2 separate regions of the Sus scrofa genome follow, and region 2 is linked to region 1. A link is a contact called in public HiChIP or PLAC-seq data. All regions are on one chromosome and are shown on one strand. Each heading gives the region's core, a stretch centred on a gene start, on an enhancer-like site or on the middle of the called end of the contact. The rest is flanking DNA. Distances are from core to core; before and after follow the strand shown. Region 1 overlaps EPB41L4B (band 4.1-like protein 4B). Region 2 holds the start of EPB41L4B (band 4.1-like protein 4B).

Evidence for each region. HiChIP or PLAC-seq counts read pairs in DNA pulled down with a chosen protein or histone mark.
Region 2: an H3K27ac HiChIP or PLAC-seq map of skeletal muscle shows a contact between it and region 1. The contact joins the promoter of EPB41L4B here to the enhancer-like site in region 1. A contact is called at or near these places in 4 of 5 promoter capture datasets (fetal liver, fetal skeletal muscle and liver), 15 of 47 Hi-C or Micro-C datasets (alveolar macrophages, embryonic fibroblasts, epiblast stem cells and 8 more) and 1 of 2 datasets of contacts at active chromatin or transcription factors (skeletal muscle).

What each region holds. Positions count from the first base shown.
Region 1 is chr1:250,298,105-250,302,019 of Sscrofa11.1, forward strand. It overlaps EPB41L4B (band 4.1-like protein 4B), which reads right to left. Exons shown (of 27, transcript XM_021067313.1): 14 at 2,511-2,541. Among named protein-coding and RNA genes, the nearest start is that of EPB41L4B, 69 kb to the right of the region's middle. Within about 2 kb of position 1,912, at least 17 of the 83 cell types and tissues checked have an H3K27ac peak or open chromatin away from gene starts, as enhancers often do. A contact at or near this core is called in skeletal muscle, where this site is marked.
Region 2 is chr1:250,367,026-250,370,940 of Sscrofa11.1, forward strand. It overlaps EPB41L4B (band 4.1-like protein 4B), which reads right to left and starts at 1,872. Exons shown (of 27, transcript XM_021067313.1): 1 at 1,713-1,872; 2 at 1,523-1,710. The coding sequence starts at 1,821.

The DNA.
Region 1 (3,915 bases), core at 662-3,161:
GCATCACCTCTGTGCCCAGAGCACAATTTCACCGGGGCTTGCACAGCAGTCCGCTCCACCCCAAAGTCCCATGGGATGCGGAGAGCAATTGAGCAGCTGTGAACAGTGGTTATTAGCTCATTTATTCCCAAAGGGTATATTTACTGGGGCTGGGCTTCTTTTTTTTTTTTTTTCTGGTAGAGATTTTTTAGTTTGTTTTGGTTTCCGACATACATAATCTCTACTAGATGCTAAGAGGAAAATGTAATTTTATTAGGTAAAAACAAAGAAAACAACCACTCCCTTAGAGAGAGAGGAAAAAAAAAAAAAAGAAAAGGAAAGAAATGCTGTAACTCACAAGCCCCTGAGAATTAAAAGCAAGACCCACTGACAGGTGCAGACACTGAAGCCTACTACCCTCCCCAGGGATCCTGAAACCAGGGCAAGCTTGTGGGCCTATAACCACCCTTGCAGGATCCCTGAAACCTCCTCCCACCCATGGGGGTGGGTGTGATGAGGAGCAGTTCGACAGGGCTCTCGGGACCCTCCGTGAGATGCTGAGAACTGAACGCAGACATCAAAGCCAGACACCTCACGCCAGCCCAATGGCACTGCAGGTGGCGTGAGGAATCAGAGAGGAGAGGCTGAGTTTCCAGCTGTGTGAAGCAAGGGCCAGCTGTGTTCTCCAGAACCTTGGGGGTCCTTGGAGGTGCCTTGGGGGCTGCCTGGGTGGGGGTTGGGCAGCAGGTGCCAGCCCTGCCCTCTTCTCCCCAGTGGGTATCATCCAGAGCAGCCCCACTGAGGCCTATTCTCTGTGTTGGACTTGCGTGTCAGCTTTCCTTCAGGGGCTGGGAGGAGGATCAGAGGCTAAAATGTTTGAAAAACTCACCTCTTTGTTTTCATTTTATTTTGTTTTATTTCTTTGGCTGAGTTTATGGCACATAGAGGTTCCAGGGCCCAGGGATTGAACCCTTGCCACAGCAGCAACCTGAGCCACAGCAGTGACAATGCCAGATCCTTAATCCCAACCTTTTTGTTTTCAAATGAGAAAAAGAGAGGCCCCGTGCTGGGTTAGAGCAACACTGGGCTGGACAACAGGCCTCCCAATCCCCTGGCCAAGCTCTTTTCACTAACCTGCTCCCCATGCACTGCGTTCTGCCAAGTCTCCAGAGCACAAGGCACACTGAGCTGTGCTGATCTCAAACCCCACCCTCCCTGGCAGCCTGAGACCCCTGCCTGGGACCACCAGAGGCTAATAACTTATGGGGCTACCAACGGCTGGAGCTTGGACACAAGGGCCAAAACAATTATAGTCTGACTTTCTAGCAGGACAGCTGTTCACCGAAGCCAAAACTCGCATAAGAAAACAACTGTTTCAGGAGCTCCCATCATGGTTCAGCGGTAACGAACCCAACTCGTCTCCAGGAGGACTTGGGTGTGTGCCCTGGCCTTGCTCAGTAGGTTTAAGGATCCAGCGTTGTTGTGAGCTGTGATGTAGGTCGCAGACAGGGCTGGGATCCCATGTTGCTGTGGCTGTGGTGTAGGCCGGCAGCTGTAGCTCCGACTCAGCCCCTAGCCTGGGAACTTCCATCTGCCCTGGGTGTGGCCCTAAAAAGCAGAAGGGAAAGGAAACAACTGTTTGGGGGAGAGAAAGAGGAACACGCCAGGTAGAACAGTGTCTTATCCGGGGTGGAAAGGCTGAACCCACCCGGGAGCCTTAAAAACCAGAGTGGCCTGGTCCTGTCCCCAGAGACTAATTTGATCAGCCTGGGGTGTGGTCTGGCAGAGGGTGTCAAATCTCAGCAGGTGATTCCCATCAACAGGAAAGATCAAGACCACAGGTGCTGGAGGAGGGCGTGGTGAACCACGCCCCCCGGGCCAAACCGGGCCCCCCTGCACCTGTAAGTCAAGTTCATTTACACACTGTCTAGGCTGCTTTCCTGCTCCCAGGGCAGAGCGGAGAGATGCCGAGAGAGACAGCAGCGCCCACAAGGTCTAAAACATGTACTACCCGGCACTTTCCAGAAAAGTGCGCGGACACCCGACACCCGCGCTAGAGACTCGGTCTTGTGATGAGCTCCCTTCCTGCAGGAAGGGCACTGGGTGTCTGATAAAGGTCTTCTACGTGGTGTGACATAAAACCTGCACGTAACTGAGCGAATCCAGCCTTTGTTCTCGTGGAGCTTTTGCTCCAGAGCTCGGCCTTTCTGTCCCATCCCTGCTGGCAATGCCATTAGCACACTGTGCACACACACATTCCTATCACCTTTCTCACCCACTGTTACAATAAACAAAGCACAAAGCCGCTCCAACAAAGCAGCTGTGTTCTCCAAAAAGCAAACTGACTTGGAACATTCTATCTTGCCCTTATTGAAAGCCAGGCAGATGGTTTGGCCAGGCAGTTGAAAAAGGGGTGGTGGTGGGGGTGGGGAGCTGGAGGGGACCATCAGGTGCCTCCCCTTGTGATTTAAATGTATGAAAGAAAAAGTCCACATTGCAAGTAAAGGCGGTCATTTCCGGGAGGCACTTACCAGAACTGAGCTGCTATCACCGGGTTGCTTGCTTTAAAGAAAAACAGAAAAGTATGACCATCTTAGAGAGCTTCACCACTTTCATTTGTACATTTTTTTTTTCTTTTTAGGGCCCCACTTGCAGGATATGGAGGTTCCCAGGTGAGGGGTCTAATCAGAGCTACAGCTGCCAGCCACAGCCACAGCCATGCCAGATCCGAACCATGGCTGCTCATGGCAACGCTGGATCCTTAACCCACTGAGCAGAGCCAGGGATCAAACCTGCAACCTCATGGTGCCTAGTCGGATTTGGTTCCACTGCGCCAGGAAGGGGACACCCATCTTTGCCACTTTTTACCAAGGACTAGGGAAGAGACCTCTGTGATCTGAGAGCAGGCTCAACCCCAGGAGGCAGAATCTTCACCTTGGCTACTTCTCCTTTCTAAAGCAAAAGTCAGTCTCCTTCCCTCTGTGCCCCACCCTCCAATTCACTCAGGAAATGCTCCCAGAGTGAGTTCCCAGGGCCAGGAGCTCTAGGACCCAGAGACTGTCCTTGCTCTTGAGAAGCGCAGTCTTGACCTGGAGACAGGCACATAAAATCGAAAACAGCATGAGGTGACTATAAAGGCAGAAACACCAGCAGGAGCCTGTGCTGGGGAGCGTGGAGCAGGTGCTTCCGACTGGGGCTGGGGTGTGAGTCTGTGGAAGGGACCATGGATAGAGGTAGAGCTCACGGATCTAGACTCCCTTTTGGTTTTTTAAAAAAAGGGCGTTTCTGGTGTGGCTCAGGGGTTATGAATCCATCTAGTAGCCATGAGGATGCAGGTTCAATCCCTGGCCTTGCTTAGTGGGTTAAGATCTGGTGTGGCTGTGGCTGTGGCGTAGGCCAGCAGCCACAGCTCTGATTCAACCCCTAGCCTGGGAACTTCCATTTGCCGCAGGTGGAGCCCTAAAAAGCAAAAAACACACACACACACAAATCCAAAAAGGGTGCAGGGAGCATGGAAAAATCATTAAAAGTTTCACAAAAATGCCAGAACTCCAGCTGGAGAAAATGCTGATAAAATAAAGGAGAGAAATAATTGAAACCAGAAAAGAAGGTGAAGGAGTTGCCCAGAACCTGGAGTCTGGAAGGGCTCTAAGGCCACCCCGTGGGGTCAAGGCCTCTCCCTCTGCAGGAGCCACCCCGAGCAGCCTTTCCCCTTGTGCCTGCACAGTCCCAGGACTGGGCGCTCACTGCTGTCCAGAGACAGCACTATGGACAGACTCATCTGGAAAGTTCTTGTTTATACCAGGGGGTTTCTGGGCAACTTTGACCCAACTGGCTACAGGCACAAGCATAGTGCTCAGCAGGGATGTAAACCAGCCCTCGGGGCAGAGAGAGTCCCAGCCCCACCCCCACCCCACCCAGACAGCATCACTCACC
Region 2 (3,915 bases), core at 622-3,121, 69 kb after region 1:
AGAAAGCCATCAGCAATGAGCACTGTCAAAGTTCCCAGGGAGAGCATTCCTCTCCCAGATCGGAAGATGCAGAATACGCCATCCTCTCCATACGCCAGCGATCCGCTCCAGAAGCAGCCGGCTCACCTCTCCACTGCCCCAGGCTCTTCAGGCCTCCTTTCCCAGCTGAATAAAAAAGCTGGGGAACCCGGTCTGGGGGAAGCTGTAACGTTTGAATACTATTTTAAAGACAGCTGCTCTAAGACTGGAATGTGGGCCCCTTTTCCATGAATTAAAAAGGCCCCCAAAGGGTATTATCCTAACAAGATGATATTCCATGGAGAGCACCAGGAACCGCAAAAATAAAATTGCCGTAAATTGAAACAGTCTCAAAATTAAACCTACACAAGGAAACATCAAACCCCAGGCCCGGCAGGCTCTGACTTCCCCATTCAGAACCCTTACAGGTTTCCAGTTCTCTCCTGAAGCCCAATTTCCCCCACTAAATGCTGTCTTTGGAAGTGCCGGTAGGTTATTTCTTTTTTCCCTTGAAACCCTCGGGATGATCGGTAACATTCATCTTAAAGCTCAATCGTTCCTGTGTTCTCAGTCACACCCAAAGATTCCCAAAGGCACCGTCTGCCGCAGCGCCGGGTGCACAGTAGGCGCCCCATTAATGTGCGGGTTTGATTTGATCAATCTGGCCCCTTCGGCTAGAAAGACACGTAGGTAGCCGGCCGCCCTGGCGGGGACCGCAGCGCCAGCCTAGCTCTCCGCTGGAGGGGGCGGGGTGCAACCACCTGTGGGCGGGTGGCCCGGGACTGAGGCCTCCGCGCAGCCGCCCTGGAGTGCCTCCGCGGCTCCCCTCACGCTACCCTCGGAGAAAGTCCGGCGCGCCAGGCCGTGGGCACCTCGGGGCCCACTCCCAACGCCCCAGCAGGGGCTCTGCCGGTGCAAAGTTGGCCTGATGTGGGAGAGCCGATTCCAGACTTAGCTCCCGAGTGGCCCAACCCCCCTGTGAGGAAGCGGGCCAGGGGGGCCCTTTAGGATGGGAATGGGGGGCGGGGGGCGCCGAGATGGGATCAGGAGAGAGCAGAAATGGTCCCCTGGCTCCTTCCCAAACTTGGGGCACCTGACGGCCAGTAGGCGAGGAGGCTTCTCCTCCCTGTCGTCACACCAAGGCCTGGTGGCGACTTTGTGGGGGCAAGTGGGCCACCCCAAGGCATTGCTTTGAGATTTTCTAACCAATAACCCAGCATCAAGAAGGCTGCTGCAGGAACCTAAGGGATGGAAGGGGAACACCGATCACCCGCGCCAGGGGGCGGGGACTTGGGACTCAGGGGTGCGGGCCAGGGATGGGGGCCCCCGGAAGAAGCCGGGACAGGGTGGCCCGAGAGGGAACCAGGACTAGGGAAGCGCTGGCAGAAGGGGGAGGGGATCCCGGAGAGGTGCAAGGGGAGTGCCCCGGAGGGAAGCATCGGGGAAGGAGAGCTGCCCCGGGGGCCGCGGGGTGCCAGTGTCCCGGACCGGCTCCGTCACTCACCGGCAGGTCCACGCTCACTTCGGTCCCGTCGAGCAGGAAGACGCGGCAGTAGAGGGTGGCCTTGGAGGCTCCTGCGGCGGAGATGTGCACGGCCGCGCCGCCAGTGAGCAGGGGCCCGCCGCTGGCTGGGAACACGCTGCCCCCGGGGGCGGCGGGCAGCGTGGAGACAGCGGCGGCCGGGCCCCCCGCGGGCCCCCGTCGCGCTCGTCCCCCAGCCCGGCGGCCCCGCGCCCTGCCGCGCCCCGCGCGTAGCGCTGCATTGAGCGGCGGCCAAAGGTCCGGCGCAGGAACCGCAGCATCCTGGCTGGGGGCGTCCCCTTGCCTCCGCCCCCTGCGCCGCCGCCGCCGCCGCCGCTGCGCCGCCGCCCGGGAGCGCCCCGCGACGCCGTCAGTGCCCGAGACCGCCCGCGCCGCCTCCCGCGGGCTGCGGCCCGGGGCTCGCTCCCGCCGAGGCCGAGGCCGCGCTCCGGCTGCCTGCGGGGCGCGCCGGCCCGGCCAGCGCCGGCTGCGAGTGGCCGCGGGCGGGAGGGCGCGCTCGGGGCGGCCCCGGAGCCGTCCCGCCGCCGCCTCCGCCTCCACGCGCTCTCCCGGGCTGGCGGCCTGTCCTCGCTGCGGAGGGCCCGCTACAGACGGCCGGCCGCGGGCGGCCCGGGGGGCTGCGGGGGGCGCGGGGGCGGGCTGCGGGCTGCTCCCGCGCGGCGCGCCGGCCGAGGGCCAGCCGGAGCAGGGCGCCTGCGTGCTCCTGGCGCGCTCGCTCCCACTCGCCGCGTCGCGCCCGGGCCGGAGGAGGCCCCGCCGAGCGCCCGCTCCCCAGGCGCCTTTTCCTGCGCCCGCAGCCCCCGCCTCCCACCTGGGAGGCAGCACCTCCAGCCGCCGCCGCCGCCGCCGCCGCCGGGACTGCAGCACGCCCTCCTCCCTCGGGGCTGCGCCGGGTATTTGCAAACCGGGTCTGTGCTGCCCCCTGCCGGCCCGAGCGCCCCCTGCTGCTGTAGGTGTGTTCACGTGTGTACACGTAGGTGAGCACACACGTGTTTCCGGCGCCCCGAGCCCTGGAGACGCCTGAGAGTCTCCCCTTGCCTAGTTAGGCAAAAGGGGCCGCCTGCCCTTAGGGGATCCTTGCTCAGGAAGCCAGAGAGAGAAGAGCCTGAAGCGAAGGCTCCACCAGGCCCTCAAGTTTCCCCTCCCGGAAAAGGAGAGGAGTGGACTAGGTAATCAACAAGGTCTCTGCTACTTAAGTTGTCAGTTTACGATCTCAGAGCCAGAAGCGTCTTTTCTGCCACTGCCATCCAATGGACTCATTCCTAATAAGGAAATAGAGGCTGAGCAAGGACAGAGTACTTTTCCAACCTACTACGCAGGAAACCACTTTACCTCAAGGAACTCGCGTCCAGTATCGATTGAGGTAGAGGCCTGCAGAAATAGCCATAACTGAGGAGGCTAGTAAAGGCTGAACAAGTTACTGGGAAGCAGAGAGAGGAGGGTAGTATAGGACAGACACATTTCGAGTATGGGAGGCACAGGCAAGTGTTTACAAACAATGCCCCTCAGACAAGTTCAAGTCCAGGCTCAGGGAGAACTGGGTTGTCCAGTGTGGCTGAAAGGAGGTCAGGCCTCCAGAGAAGAGTAGCACTGCTTTGGGTATGTGTGTGTATGTGTGAGCCTGACACTGGGCTAAGCCCTTCCCATTCATCATCTCACTCAGTCCTCAAGACAGCCTGATTCCATAGAAGATTTTATCCCCATTGTACAGAGGAGGAAATGGAAGCTTAGAGAGCTTAAGAGACTTGCTCCAGTTTCATGGTTAACAGAGGCTTGTTTGCTGGGATTTAAAGCTGTTGCTTCTAACCACTGCCAGGCTGAGGCATGTGACATGATTGGCAAGCAGTCACCGTTTCTGAGAGGCCTCGAGGGAGGCAGTGGCAACAGCAGAAGGGGGAAAGAGAGAGAGGGATGAATTTAGGAGGCATCTTAGGTGATTTCATGAATGATGTTTTCATTATCCTCACTCCAACCCTTCCAGATAGTTCTGTTGATCCCCATTGACTTAGGGGGATTAAAGAAGTAATATCCCTGCCTGAGGTCTCAGAGTTCCTGAAGGGCAGCTGCCATACCCACTTATCACCTAGCGTTTCCTTTATGGCCCTACAGGGATCTCTGGTGGGATGGTGTGTTCTGTGGGGACATCTGCAGTCAGCTTTCAGAGGCCCACTCTCTACTCCTTCCAGACTTGACTTAATAGAATACTGTCAGCAAGCTGGTGTTCAAAGGTAGCTGGTCTAGCTTACTGGTTCCCAAGCATTTTCTACTATATAGCCCAGGAGTACTATGCTATAGACTGAAGAATGGCCCCCCAAAGAGGTCACATCTCAATCCCCAGAATCTGTGAATGTGTT